Linked DNA regions of Gossypium hirsutum: region 2 is linked to region 1. Evidence: chromatin contacts called from public Hi-C data. All regions are on one chromosome and are shown on one strand. Each heading gives the region's core, a stretch centred on a gene start, on an enhancer-like site or on the middle of the called end of the contact. The rest is flanking DNA. Distances are from core to core; before and after follow the strand shown.

Region 1 (4,914 bases), core at 702-3,201:
TGGACCCAAAACCTAAAGCCTTAAATTTAGAATCCCGAACCCTAAACCCAAAATATAGAACCCAAACCACAAACCCGTAACCCTGGACTCTTGAACTTGAATCTTGAACCATGAATCCTAAACTTGTAACTCGTAACCTCAAACCCTTAAGCCTTAAACTCGAACCTTAAACCTTAAATTCTTAAACCCTAAACCTTGAACCTTCAATCTTAAACCTTAAACCTTAAACCTAAAACCTTAAATTCTAAACCAAACCTTAAACCTCGGGGTTCGAGGTTCGGGGTTCGGGGTTTAATGTTTATGGTTCAAGGTTCGAGGTTCTGAGTTGAGGGTAAAATAATTATCAAAATTATGTGTTAATGACATGGAAAAAATTGCACAAAATTTATTAAATTTTCTTTTAAAATTAGCTGCACAAAAATGAAAATATTAACTTATGGAAAAAATGATTAAAATTTGTAAAAGACGAAAAGGCATTTGTTTATAATTTAAATAAGTAATTATTTCAAGTAATTTAATTAAAGTTAAATTAAGTTGGAGAAGATATTGGATATATATGAGTGTATAATAATACTTTGTTATCTTTAAAATTTAATGACGTGACACTATTTTATTGGTGCCTAAAAACTATACTTTTTAGGATAATTATAATATAATTTATTCCCTAAAAATTTTGTTTAAATTCATATTTATTTGTAAATAGATAATTTCCACTTATTTAAATCAGTTTGTACCACTTTTTTTTTATTTCTAAAGAGAATGTTTTATTCAATTTAATATCTTCTTTTATTAAATTTTTAAAAATATAAATATCTTTTTTAAGGATACATTTCTTATTCATAGTATAATATAATAAATATAATTGGTATATCTATATTATTTAATAAAACTCTTTACTGATCTTGATTTATATGGAGCAATGGCACCATTCTTTACTCTTAATATTGTAATAAAAAAAATTTGTGGCCAACATCTATTCCTTAATGGGTCTACAAAATGCAAAAAATTATTTATTAGGTTCACTTTAGTAGATACATTGAGAAAAAAAAACTCTGACTGAGTTAGTGTCATAAGTCAATTGGGCATTAACTCCGTTAGAAAAATTACAAAAATAATCTTCCGTATTTAATCTAAGTTATATTATTTAAGGGTACTTTAATCTTTTTAATTAAAAAACAATAAAACTATGCAAAGTGTCGGATTTGAACCTATGCCAATTAGATTGGTAAAATTTTAAATTTACTATTCAATCAAAATTTTATTTTAACATATTTTATCCATTTTTATTTTAATATGTACAATTTATTACCTTTATCGATTGTATATCTATATTACTATTAATAAACCCCTAATTGAGTTGGTGTTACTAGTCAACCAAGCCCCAACTCGATTAGGTAAATTACAAAAATAACCTTCCATATTTAAAATAAGTTATATTTTTCGAGGGTATTTTAATCTTTTTAATTAAAAACAATAAAAATATACTAATGGTCGAATTTGAACTCACACCAATTGAATTGGTAAAATATTAAATTTATCTCTCAATAGGTTCATTTTAATATGTTTTATATATTTTGATTTTAATATGAACAACTTCTTACCTTCTTCGATTGTATATATTAATAATGTTGTTGATTGAGTTTTTAAAAAAAATATTGTTGATTGAGTTGGTGTCACAAATTAACTTAACACCAACTCAAGATTGATGATAACAAATGATAAACAATTGTACTCAAATTTAGTATTCTTAATTTGATGTATTTCTAAATTTAATTTTCGCTTTAATCACAATTTAATTTAATTTTTTATTAATTTCAAACCATATGTTTCATTATTTATTACATGTTATTTTCAAGCATACATTTATGCTTAATAAATATAATGTATCATATAATTAAAATAAAATTTTAATTTTTTTTTACTTTATTTGATTAAATTTAGTTGTCTTTTTTTTTTTCTTCTGAAATTTAAATCAATAACCCCACACCATGGTCCTAAATCATAAGTAGCAAATAGTGAAGTGGCAATGCATAGGCACCAGCAGTGAAGTTATCTAATAGAGGAACTCTAGATCAACTTCGAAATCCCACCCTCTCTTTTGTTCTGGTATAAGCCCCCACCCCACCATTCCTCTTCTGTATTCCTCACTTCATTCCCACCCTTACTAAGTTCAGTTCTCAGTCACCGTCTTTTTCCACCATGAAACCACCACCACTCTTCCTCTTCCTCCTTCACCTCCTCTTGCTTCTTTTCATCGCCACAAATGCCACCAAACTAACCGCACTCTCTCCTACTCCCTCCCCAACTCCACCCACCACTTCTAAGTCTTCCACCTCAGCTCTAGACCCCCAACAAATACGAGCACTCCAATCCCTCCACATCCCCACCACCAGAGACCCTTGCATTCAACCCTCCCCTCACAACGCCACCATCTGTGACAACTCCAAGCCCTTCCGCCACCTTATTTCCCTCGACCTCTTCAACTGCTCCTCCGACCTTTCCCTGTCCTTCACAGCTCTTAAGTCCCTCTCTTCCCTCCATTCCCTCTCTTTCACCAACTGCCGCGCCTCCCCCATCCGCTTCCCTTCCCATCTCTCTCTTTCTTTGACTTCCTTCTCTTGCATTCACTCTCTCCGCCGCCTTACTGGGGTCTGGCTCTCTCGTTTCGTTAACATTACTGATCTTACAGTTTCCTACACTTCAATTAACACTCACGGCCTTTATGTAATCCTTGGAAACATGCATAAGCTGAAGACTATCACCATTTCTCATGCTAATCTTACCGGGTCTCTTCCAAGGCACCTTCATCTGAATCTCACCCATATTGATTTATCCAACAACAAGCTCAAAGGAAAGATACCAACTTCCCTTACGCTTCTTGAAGACCTTGAATTCTTGAATCTTTCTTCAAATGGGCTAAATGGGGTGATTCCCACCGAGTTTGGTGACTTGATATCCTTGAAAAATATATCTTTGGCTTCCAATTCGTTTTCCGGGCCAATCCCAGATTCCTTGTCAGCTATCCCAGGCTTGGTCCATGTTGATCTGAGTAATAACCAGTTAAATGGAACTGTTCCAAGGTTTTTCTCAGAGTTGAAAGAGCTAAAAGTCTTGAATCTTGAGAACAATAAGCTTCATGGGGTTTTACCTTTCAATGCTAGTTTCATAAAGAGATTGGATGTTCTCAAGGTTGGTGGGAATGGCAATTTGTGTTACAATCATTCTGTTTTGTCATCAAAAATAAAACTCGGGATTGCTCCTTGTGATAAGCATGGGATGCCGATGTTACCGCCGCCTACTAAGGAGTCGTCTTCGGGAGACAGTGAGAGTGAATCTTCAGATTATGATTATGATGATGATGGCGCTGAGGGTGCAAATGAGAAGAAGGGTCATCATCACGGACCAAATAAGGTTGTGCTTGGTGTTGCAATTGGCCTTTCTTCAATAGTCTTCCTTATTGTGTTCTTTGTTCTTCTTTCAAAATGGCGTCGTTGAGACAAGAAAAATATTATTGGTTAGATTTTTAGAGTACGGGAAATTGTTGATTAGAAGGAAAAAAGTTAACATTTGATACACTTGATTTTCGAGGAGAAAATAACAGCAAAAGGTAGAATTTTGAGGAAATACCCCCCTCCCTTGAACCTTATCTTTCTTCTTTTTGAAGAAGGAATCATTGAACTTGTGTCATATTTTTTTACTCTTTACTTTTTTTGTCATTGAATGGTTAAAAGAGCAGTGGTTTCCATTTTTGGTTGTACGAAGTGTGAGCAAAGCAAAGTAATTAATGCATTCTTCTTCTTGATGTTCATGCATTTTTACAATTTTATCCGTAATTCACTGTGCTTTACTTTCTTGTTCTTTCCTTCATATGGTGCTTACGGGAAATGCAATATAGCGATGTGTTGGTAAAAATGTTACAAGGTTGTATATTAAGAGGGAATTTATATTTTGTTTATTTTATTTAAAAAATGAGTAAATTAAATTTTGTACAGTAGATCAAATAATAAATTTGTCCTTTTTTTTTAATTTTCATCTATTTGTATTGTTAAAAATTGACGGGGTTGATAAAATAATCAAACAATAATATGTGGCATGTCGCGTGTACTTTATACTAACATTTAGAAACCTTTTTTAATAATAAAAAATGGTATCAATTTACTCTCTAATTTAACGTAAAAGAATTAATTTATTTTTTTAGTATAAGAGCTAAAATATAATTCAACTTTTATCGGTAAAAAAACACAATCAAACTAGATTAATCTAACATAATCGAATAATTTGTTGCTCTATTAATCTCAACAACCGCTACTAGCTCTTTTAGAACCTTTTCAAACACTTACATAGCTGAGTTCCTCTCTGAAGCCAATTTGACTAGTCTATCTGCAACTTGATTTCTCTCTCTAGGAACATACTCGATCTTCCATTACTCCATGATTTGTAAAATCATATGGATTTTTCTAACCAAGTGATTAAACCTAAAAGAGTGGTATAGAGAACTCCCACATTGGACAATCATATTAAAGAACACAAATTGGTTTTCATCCACTCAAAGAGATTACCCAAAAACACTTGTTTAGGATATTGGTAGGTTCAATGTTTAGCCACAGTTCTTTAGCAGCTGGACAGTCCTAAGAATATGGATTAAGTCTTCATCCCCATGTGGACACAAAGTAATTCGACATTTAATACAAAATCATTTACAATACTTTTAACTAATGTTGGCAAACCTGCTTACAATTATGTTGCTCCGACTTGAAAACAAGTTTTCGCATGGACACATCCCTTAAATATGTCTAAAACTTTAGAAAATTTTAATTATATTTATATTAAACACATACAAACTTCTTTGATATTATGAAGTTGGGGCCAAGTGGGTGGTGGTGGTGGATGAACTTATAGATGTTAAATTAGTGG
Region 2 (4,914 bases), core at 1,565-4,064, 630 kb after region 1:
TTCGTATTTAAAATAAATTATATTATTCGGGGGTACTTTAATATTTTTAATTTAAAAATATAAAAAAATGAATACGATGGGATTTGAACCCACACTAATTGTATTAATAAAATTATAAATTTGCTATCGAATCAAAATTTTATTTTGATTTTTAAATAAATTTTAATTTTATTATGCATACTTTATTACTTCTATCAATTGTATATATATACTATATATAAAGATTCTTATTGAATTTGTGTCACTCATAACCGGATCTTAACTAAGTTATTAAATTACCAAAATACATTTATTTTAACAAAGCAATAAATCCATACTATATATAAAGATTTTAATTAAGTTGATGTCATCCATAACCGAGTTTCAACTCAGTTATTAAATGACAAACATTCTTTATTTTAACAAAGTAATAAATATTAGTTTAAAGGTATTTTTGTCTTTTTATATAAAATCTAGAAAATAATTCATGTTTAATATTAGACTTGAACCCAAAACACCAAACACACGCTCTTCAAATTTTGTCAGTTCAACAGAAGTAACATTTGGTTTTTATATAAAATCTTTATAAATATATTATATGATTATTTTCACACATATCGTAGGTACGTCATAATTGTATTGATAATGTCGTAAATTAAATTAGTATTACAAATCAATTCGATACCAACTTAAGAAAAATGAGAATGTTATAATAAACAATTGAAGTGCATTTAATATTCTTAATATGATGGGTTTTTTTATTTAAAGTTATTTTTATTTATAATTTAAATTATTTTTTTAATTTCATTAATATTACAGTTATTATTATTCATTTTAAAATTTACATTTTATTATTTATAAACGCGTTGCATGATTTTCAAATTTCCATATGGAAAAAGAAGATATCAAAGCAACAAAAGTGGTCATAACTCGTAATAAAAAACACAAAGGCGACTGCATATATTTCTTTAGGATATCATCGACACAGATAAATAACGTTGGTTATAAATATCTAGACTCCACGTAAGAATCAACTCTCTTCGCTAAGCCTTTCTCTGTCCATTTCATCATCCTTAGAACATGTGCCAACCGGACATCAAATTTGAACATGTTTGGAGAAATTGGTTCATCCAGTTTATCAGAAATTTGTTTCGAATCTCCCATTAAATAGAAGAGCAGACCTATGTTCAACTAGAAATATCAGTACTTCTTGCACTTCCGAGGTATACCTGGAGATGGAAAGCTAAAGAATTTTAGTGTTAGAATCAGAAAATAATTTCGAATTCACGATGGTCTCAAACTCTAGAATTTGGAGAGGCAAAATATCAGGAAAATAAATAATGATTAAGCATTTATATAACCCATATTAACAAACAAAACAAGGGTTTGCTACAAAGAAAAAAGAAAAGGAACATTGTCTTCTTTGAATCTCAACAGAGTAATTCATTGAGTTTGTAGTGCAAAAGAATAGCCGGACAAATCTCCTTTGGCAGAGTGCATACTACACTACATCAAAGAATGAGCGTTAAATTTCACCAAAAAAAAAAAATAGAATGAGCTTTAAAGTGACATTCTGCCAATGGAGAAATTGCCCTGTAATGCAGTTGCACCTTAAGTCATCGCCCTTGGTTGGGTTTGCCACACTGCTTTAATTCTCCCTTATTTATGCTGTCCTGGAAACAAGCATATTCAATGGAACAATGCCTAAATGTTGCTTTTTATTCTTGAATGAATGACATTGACTGCCACCTGATTGTTCATATTTAAGAATTCCAGTGAATAATCGCCAATGTAAACCAATATGCTTCCTTGAATGTTTTCATCAGCACCCAACTGTATTTTCAAAAATAGAGAGAAAAAAAAGGGGGTTTTGGAGAATACCTTTGGCATGGAAGATCCAAAGAATGTTCTCTATTTTCTACATGTGGTGTGGGTGTCCCCATAAGTCAACCAGCCAAATGAAAAACTACTAATTTATGCAGAAGCTCGAAGCTGCATTTTCTAAAGTATGTACTTTTGGGCCAAATGTCAAACCCGACATATGATTTATATCGATTTATGGCCCATAAATGGTTTTTTCTTTCTTTGTTCTTTTTCAGGCTTGTTAGGGGTTACACTGCAGATAACTTGGATTTACATTCGCTGTTTTTGGAATTTGTAACTTTGCCCTGTGATTATTTAGAGGACTGTAGACGCTGTTACGATACAGAGCTGAGAGTATTTCAGCTTTCTGATAATTTTACAGAGTTTGAGATTCTTCATTTCCTTGCAAAACAACAGATTGGGTATCCCCATAAGGCTTGTACTACATCCCAGTAATCAATGACAAACTTTAAGAAAGGAAAAAAATATACTTACATCTTAAACCTGATCTATAGATATATAAAATATATTTGCTAATACTGGTTTTCGACATGAAAATAGTAGAAAGAAAACCTAAACCCAAATGAGACATAAATATACATATTGCCCTTAGCCTCTTGTTTTGGGTAAAACAATTGTTTATTTCCAAAGTAAAACTTAAAGCATAGTGTTTGGCAAGATGCAAGCAAGGAAGATAGTTTGGTCATGTGAGTCCGGATTCACTGGACGGGAAGATAAAAAAGGGAAAAACAGCTTCAACATATAGACAAAATGGGTAGAAAGTAGAGCCTACTTTCACAAACTGAGAGGGAGATGTCATGCACAAATGGACAAAGGAAACAGATAAAACTGATGGGTTTAAAAACATATCCAAACATCAGAAGATTATTGGGACAGATAGGGAGACCCCCTTAGAGGTTTCAAAACAGAGCTGGTGTGTCACTAGGGTATACGCGAATAAAAGCTAAATATATGAGTAATTTAAAGACGGATGGATTTGGGAAGTTGTGGAGCTACTAAAATAAATCTACAGGGAAACTATATAAATGGTCACCCAATTATATTTACGTTATTATTTTGGTTAATTTTAAAAGTTTTCAATTTAGGTATTAAACTTTATATTAGTTCTTATTTTGGTCATCCACTGTTAAATTGATAATAGAAATAATGACATGATCTTTTTCTAACTGGCATAAAAACATATTTAGTCTTCAATACTTGTATATTGTATCAATTTGATCTTTAAATTTACTAACCGAAGCTTTCAACTTCTAAAATAAAGGTATTCTACATCTATAAATTTATAAACCTCCCCTTAAAAAAAAAATTTTCTCCAATTATGCAAATATAACATGTAATGGATAACACGTGCTAATATATTATTGGTTAGAAACTAAACAATCAGATCACCACTGAACATCCAAATCCAAAGAACCAAGCTTAAGAAACATAAAATCTTGCAGTAGGTACTAATTAATTCAATAAAATCTAGAATAATTAACATCAAAGTTGCAGTTCTGATGTGTGTTCACGTAACTAACTAAAAATACGATGAAGGCAAGTGCACCTATCGATAAATCGTATAGCTATGGTGAGTAGAGATATCGTATCCACGAGGACTAAAAGTATTAGTAATTACTGTTTTCCTATTATTTAGTCGACAAATTGGAGTAATTGGTTTTAAACTAAAATTACTAAATTAATCTAGATAAGAACTCAACAGAAAATAAGTCAAGAAAATAATTGAATACTAACCAATGAGAGTGACAATACTCAGGAAAAAATCTACCTAGACTTCATTTATTATTATGATTCTGAATTAAACGATTTATTCACTTGGTATCTTGATCCCTAGAAATTCCTAAATTATGCTAATATCTCTTTCGAGAGTAAGAGCAACTCTTTCGAGAGTAAGAGCAACTCTTTCGAGAGTAAGAGCAACTAACTCTAGGTTGATTAATTGAAATCTCTTTCTAATTAAAACATCTATCATCGCATTAACTTGATCTATGGATTCCCCTATTAGATTTTACTCTAATCCGGTAGATTTATGTCGTCCTATTTTTAGGATTGCATGCAACTCCACTCAATTATGCTAGATCTACTCTTAAACAAAGATTTTTCCTCCTCTGATTTAAGCAATTAAACATGAATTAATATCCCAAAAATATAAAAACAAGAAATAAGCACACATAACTGAGAACAAGAATCAAGTATTTATCACGTAAAATAGAAATCAAATAATAAAATTCATCATAGGTATCTAGAGAATTAGTTTATAATTCTGAATAAAAACATCTCAAAGTCAGGATAAACACAACAAATAAAGAAACTCATAAAAACTTGAAAGGAAATTAAAAAGAGGTCTTTAATCCTGATGGAAATTTGCTTCAGAGTTGGCTATAATGGTGTTCTTCGAGTTGTTTTTTTCAATATTATATGATGGCTCCTTTCTCTCTTCTTCTATTTGGTATTTATAAACTTTAGAATGCTCAGAAAGCCTCAAAATTACATTTTTCCTCGTGTTTGGGAAGTAAGTTGCGAAATTGACACGGTCTGGCACATGGTCATGTGTCTAGCCATGTGGCTTCTGAAATTTGCTCTTTTTGTCCGATTTTCACTTTGTTTTTCACTCCTTTGATTCCCAAATACCTACCTAAGTATAAAAACATGAATTTAAAGGATTAAGAGCATAAAATTCACCAATTATTGTATGATCATTTTATTAGATCAATTATAGACTTATATTTTATATTTACTTTGATGTATAAATAAACTGTATTGTGATAAAACAAAATAAATATATATTTAATAAAATGTTTATTATTTCAAATTTCACTAATGAGTTTTTGTTAGTATGTTATCTATTATTTTTTAAATTTAATATTTTAGTGAAATAAAATATCATTAGAATTAATTATTTGAAAATAAGCATCCTCGAATGGATTATTGAAAAACTTATTCAAATAAGACAAATGCCATTCTTTTAAGCATTTTAATAAAGAATTATAATGTAAAATAAATATAAATAAATTATTACATATATTAACTGTTTCTGTTTACAGTTATTAT

The links. Hi-C and Micro-C count contacts between places; a contact is called where the count stands out from the background.
Region 2: a contact with region 1 is called in a Hi-C map of leaf, with 1.8 times the contacts expected there. The contact joins the enhancer-like site here to the promoter of LOC107911791 in region 1. A contact is called at or near these places in 2 of 34 Hi-C or Micro-C datasets (hypocotyl and leaf).

What each region holds. Positions count from the first base shown.
Region 1 is chrA06:100,745,624-100,750,537 of Gossypium_hirsutum_v2.1, forward strand. It overlaps LOC107911791 (receptor-like protein 51), which reads left to right and starts at 1,952. Exons shown (of 1, transcript XM_016839763.2): 1 at 1,952-3,818. The coding sequence starts at 2,200. The coding sequence ends at 3,495.
Region 2 is chrA06:101,375,962-101,380,875 of Gossypium_hirsutum_v2.1, forward strand. No RefSeq gene overlaps it. Among protein-coding and RNA genes, the nearest start is that of LOC107962259, 17 kb to the right of the region's middle. Within about 2 kb of position 2,815, at least 1 of the 9 cell types and tissues checked has an H3K27ac peak or open chromatin away from gene starts, as enhancers often do. A contact at or near this core is called in leaf, where this site is marked.